2 separate regions of the Zea mays genome follow, and region 2 is linked to region 1. Evidence: chromatin contacts called from public Hi-C data. All regions are on one chromosome and are shown on one strand. The core of a region is the stretch at or near the end of the contact, and the rest is flanking DNA. Distances in the headings are between cores, read along the strand shown. Region 1 holds the start of LOC100273412 (Alkaline phytoceramidase (aPHC)). Region 2 holds the start of LOC100273556 (Transducin/WD40 repeat-like superfamily protein).

What was found. A called contact is a pair of places that touch in the nucleus more often than the background predicts.
Region 2: a contact with region 1 is called in a Hi-C map of ear, with 5 times the contacts expected there. The contact joins the promoter of LOC100273556 here to the promoter of LOC100273412 in region 1. A contact is called at or near these places in 9 of 25 Hi-C or Micro-C datasets (bundle sheath, ear, endosperm and 3 more).

Annotation. Positions count from the first base shown.
Region 1 is chr1:270,363,708-270,366,407 of Zm-B73-REFERENCE-NAM-5.0, forward strand. LOC100273412 (Alkaline phytoceramidase (aPHC)) reads right to left here and starts at 1,377. Exons shown (of 2, transcript NM_001147849.1): 1 at 257-1,377. The coding sequence starts at 513.
Region 2 is chr1:270,558,297-270,561,151 of Zm-B73-REFERENCE-NAM-5.0, forward strand. LOC100273556 (Transducin/WD40 repeat-like superfamily protein) reads right to left here and starts at 1,605. Exons shown (of 14, transcript NM_001147974.1): 1 at 1,515-1,605; 2 at 1,333-1,397; 3 at 1,174-1,212; 4 at 991-1,087; 5 at 774-870; 6 at 597-705; 7 at 431-507; 8 at 155-233. The coding sequence starts at 689.

The DNA of each region.
Region 1 (2,700 bases), core at 127-2,626:
TGTTCTTGTGACAGAAGGGTGTAGGTTAAAAAAACATACGTAATTCATAGCACCAAAAGAAGGTATAGCATAGCAGACAAACAACACCCGAATACAATGCACAAGGCCATTACATAACGAGCAGAACTCGATCAAGTGCTTTGGATAAAAGAATAAAGCCCTTATAACAGTTTCTCATGTAGGTACCAGTAACCACAAAGTTAAAAGTGTCATTTCACATAAACATAAAAAACTGTCAATTTAAGAGAAAACTTACAGAAGTTGCAAGGTGGCATGGAAAATCATACTCCCAATAGCAAGTATCATATTGGATATGTGCAGGACACTAAATCGTTTCTCAAAACCTTGGCAGAAAGCATTCACTAATCCAATAAGTGCCAAAAGAACGCATGGGACATTAGAGATGGTATTGTAGAATTCTGCGATATATGACGAGTGTGCATAATTCTCCTCGCACAACTCAGTCGTTGATGTCACAGGCCCCCAGAAGCTTGCTACCATTGAATCTGCCATTCTTAGCTCTTGATTTGCTACCCTAGCAACAGCTTATGTCACCAGAGTTAAAGGTCAATTTGGCTGGTGCTAAATCATGAGTGCGCCAAAGAAATAACCTGCAAGGATGATATGCAAATTTGTCATACTTCAGTTTAATCGTGCTAATCCAGCATACTATTAGTAGAGTTCCCTGTGATAATCAAAGAAATAGAAAGATAATTCAGAGCCAGGTCTTCTGGCAACACACCAAATTAAATACTGTCGCTGAAAGTGTCCCTTCAAAATAGGCAATCTAAAGTCAAACACTATCATAGAACACCTAAACAATTTCCTTAGCAAGAGATAGACAATCATACCTACCAATACTCAATAATTGACATGTGTAGAAGTAAACTCAGAGAAACACCTGCAAATATTCAATACTCATGTGCAAAACTAAACTCAGAGACAACTTTCATCGACACTCTAACATCGAATCTACCACATCACACAGGTCATATGAGAACTTCGAACCCTAATCTAGAGTATACCTCGATCCCAACCACATCCAAACCAAATTCCCCCGGCACACGCTCCACAACAAATATGGGATAACCGCAGCAGGCAGCGCAAGGGTGTGCACGGGTAAAGGACATGGGTGTACTACAATTGAAATTGTTTGTAGACAAACGAAAAATATTTTTGCAAAAAAACAAACGAAAAATAGTTTGTAGACACAATACATGTATACCACAAATTGAAATTGGATCAGATCCAGATACAAATAGCTGGTTTTTGGATGATCCGTTTCGCACAGCGTGAACGGAAGAAAAGGAGTGGGTGCTCCGGTGGCGAACGTCCCGAAGATGGAGATCACACCTTCCGTAAGCCGGCGGCAGCGGCCGCCCACTCGTCGGCAGGGGAACGGAGACCGTGAGAGGTATGCTGTGGGGCGGAATCAGATCTCTAACTTCCACCTCGATGACGCAACAGAGCAGTCAGCTAATCTACCCCATCCGCTGTTGATCCAACGATAGCTATGTCAAAGTGACGTGGGCTGCACAAAGTTTAAGGCCCATCACAGCCACAGGTCCTGCCGAGAGGCGAGAGCTTCCAGCTTCCCATGCCATTAGAAAGAGAATTTTGCAAACATGACACTGTCTACGGCGGGCTTCAAACTTTTGGCACCGCCGTCGTGGCAATTGAACGGGTGGCACTGAAATCTCCCTCCAATTGTAAATTTGGCATCGCGCGCGCTTAATGGTGTTTAGCCCTTGTGCAGTGCCCGTGCTACCCTCGCGCCGTTAGAAACTTGTCGCCGTCCGTTCTTCTACCGTCGCCCGTGAGTCTCTCGTATTCCATTCTCCCTGTCTCCTCTCCTCCTTATTCTCGCCCTGGCCGTCGTCTTCCTCGAGCTGCTCTGTTCGTCTCCGCGCACTGGGTGCATTCGAGCCATGTCCTCGTCCGGATCTCGCCCTTACCTGCCTCGCCGGTTCCTGCGCCCGTGCTCCATTGCCGACCTCCGACGCTGGTGAGCTTTCCTTGTTCTGTAACCCTAGGGTTTGCAGATTAGAAAGCCGGCATGGATTCTGCCGCCGAGCATTGTGCCCAGAAGTTGTCCTTGGCGGCTGTTGCAGCCCGTGACACACTGAAAGCTTCTGCTGCCGCGAGTATTGTTGCTGGTGATTATTGCGCCACATTTTCGTTAGGTAACGATGTGGTTTCTACTCTGGATGTTCTTGAATCCGCTGTAGCTGCGGAAAATAGTGCTTTGCGATCTTACAAACAGGCGACTGCAGCCGTCGATTGTGCTAAGGAGACAGTGGCCAAATATTCTGAGGTTTGTATTCTTAAACTTATGCCCTGTGATTGAAATGTGAAGTGAGGAAATGTGAAGTGAGGAAATGTGAAGTGAGGAAATTTGAAGTGAGGAAATGCTTAGCCCTGTGATGAAATCTTTGAAAATAGTCAACTGAATACTACACTTGTTGTTTTGATGCGATGAAATTTGTGAGGGCTATGGCTATTTGAGCCTGTTTGTTGCTGTTTCATTGAATAATTTGACCAGGGGCTTGTGCGTTGAGATTAACAGTTTGCTTAGCCCTGTGATGTTTTATTTGAAAACAGTGAACTGTATACTACACTTGTTCTTTTTATGTTAAGAAAATACTGAGGGCTATGGCTGTTTCAGCCTGTTTCATGCTGTTTAATTGAAGAAATTTACCT
Region 2 (2,855 bases), core at 355-2,854, 190 kb after region 1:
TTTGTTCAGAGATTGTTTAGATTGAGCTAGGAAAACACAGCATTCTGTAATTATTGATTCAGATTGACATGCATGTATGTATTCTGAAATACACGACTCGATTGCTTTTTTGTACTACTAGTTTTAACATTTTTCATTGGATAGAGATGTTTACCAAAGGCAGGGCCCCTGCTTGAGAGTTTTTGTTGGAGACCGGCACTTCCAGGTTCCGTGTATCCCATATCTTCACAACACTGGCATACATTTAAAGAGGTAAAATGTTAGTATTTGAATATATATGAATATTAATTATTCTACAAAATAGATTTTTTTTCAAGAAACGGAAAGACTAGATGATGAGGCTAATTCACCATCAAGTAAGTGCATTGTATTCCCAATAATATCGCGACTAATAATACTATGCAGAATAAAAAATGAAAGAGCAGCTTACTTGTCTGCTGCTCCAGAAGTAGCAATGGAGACACCATCTTTCAGATAAAGAACTGATGTGATGCTAGTTGAAGCCGCCTAAACGTCACCAATTTCAGCAAACCAACATAAGTATAAGAGGACATAAGATCATCACAAGCAAAAGCCATATCATGCTGAAGTAATACCTTTGCTCGAGACCGGGTTCGGTTTCTCTGTATGGGACTGTGGGCTTCTCTGACAACAGCAGAAGATCTAACATGTAGCACAACTTTGTTCATTGAATTTGTATTGTCGCTACAAACATTTATGATCACTTAAAAATAGTAGTTGGAAGAAAATTTATTAGCAATAGTACAACATACGTGAGGCACGTTTCACCGTGGCTGTTTGGAGATTTAGGGTCACATCTTAAATCCCAGAGAGCAAATGAACCATCCCTTGAACCGGAAACAATGAGCTCTGCAAAGAAAAGAAAAAGGCTACTTAGTCAGGAGTATGTGGCCAACATTTGATGATTAAACGTACATAAAATTAAACTGAAAGGCTTCAGCCATTCATTTCAGGATATACATTACTAACCAGGATTTGAAGAATGGCAAGACAGCGACTTCACGCTCCCAGTATGCCCAGACAAGACACCAATGCATTTCCTGTTTCCTACACTCCAAATTTTGACCTGATGCAGAACGATAATAATGAGAATTTGCAGAAAACTAGGATTTTCATAGTTCAAAAAACTGGTGTGATCCTGTTGCGACTTACAGTTTGATCGCCCGATGCAGTCAGTATCTGGGATCCCTCCTACATCAGTAACACATACGATTGAAACTCCGTCAGAAAGGTGTACAAGTATCGCTGAGATTTTAAACCTGTGGATCGGCTCTTTCGTTAGACTGTTACAACCAGTGCAAGTGACTTTACCTTGATCCAGCACACGTCAAATATTGCATTGTTGTGAGCAACCCAGTCGGGCACCCTTGTTTCAGCTGCAAAAGGACGACGCCAGGTTGGAAGGAAACAGACTGCACGAGGTACCCAATGCAAGCCAGAGCACACCAAAATCTTGGATCAAATCGGGGAAGAAGGATGGGTTTCCAACCGACCTGACTTCTCTAGTGACGAGGAGGTGGAAGGAAGGCGCCGGCGGGTGTCGTAGAGGCCAACATACCCGTCTTCGTCGGCGACCGCCAGGAGGTTACAGGTCTGTGCAGTCTGTGAGGAAGAAACAGTCCATAAGATTGGTACACGCAAATCGCAACTACAAAGAAGATCTGACTATGCAAAAGCACGCGAGACGAATGAAAGATCACTTGTTAAAAAAACAGAGGTTCGTGTTGGTATGCTTCGTAGCCGAAGATCATAAAGAAAGAGAACATTTTCGTCAGACTCTCTCAGGAACAAGCATCGAAGCTATTACCTAGAAAGCTTCAGCATAACGATATATCTCAAGACGAAGGGCCGAACCGACTTAAAGATGGATTGACTTAAAGACCCATGATATTTTGTGTCATTATTGTAATCAATTATAAAGGACTTAAATGTAATTTTACGCAGATTGCACCATATGCCTATAAATAGGTGAATAGTACTTCGGCACTGTTCACGCAATCTTGTAATTACTGGCACATTACGATGAAATTACTGCTTTCCGCTAAGACGAAGGTATAAAAATGATCAAATACTATGTTTTAATGTTTATGTTCATATAATAAAATATGTGAATAGTATTATTTGTTTTTGGTACATTCTTTCCTAATGTTTTACACTTTATATTTCATTTTTCATTGTTTTATAAGTTTGATCACGAAGGTGAGCCCTTCGTGATATTTTGCTTATGGCATTCGTCCGAAGTTCATTAAATCCTTGGGAAAATAATTCTTCAGCGAACGAAGGGCATTAATATTTAACATTTTATGTTGTCTTGTTCTTAATTCATAGCATTTGAGAACAAGTCCCCAACAGTACCAGACTCCGAACCTTGCCGAAGGAGATGGCGAAGGGGATCACGGGGTCACCGGAGTGCTCAACAGCTATGACCCCGCCGCCGCGGCCGCCGGGGTTAGAGGAGAGGTCGGCGAGGTAAGGGAGCCCCGCTGTGGCGCGGGAGGAGCCACTAGCGCCACCGTGCTCCCGGGCTCGGAGCCCGCCGAAGAAAGTCGGAGAGAGGCGCCGCCGCGTCGCCATGAGAGTCGGAGACAAAAAAGATGGGCATAGGCGCAGAGACGCGGACGGAGAGAGGGGAAGGAAATAGCGGGCATGCATTGGGCGCGAAGGGTTTTCCGGAGGATTCTGCAGTTCTGCCCCGCCCGAGGGCCGAGGGACGCGCCGGCGGGAAGAGCTTTTTCGTAATCGCGAACCGCGAAAAAGGAGAAGCGGCAGAACCAGCTGCCGCGCTAGTTCTTTCCATGCTGGATTATGGATTTCGTGGGCCATGCCTCACTGGC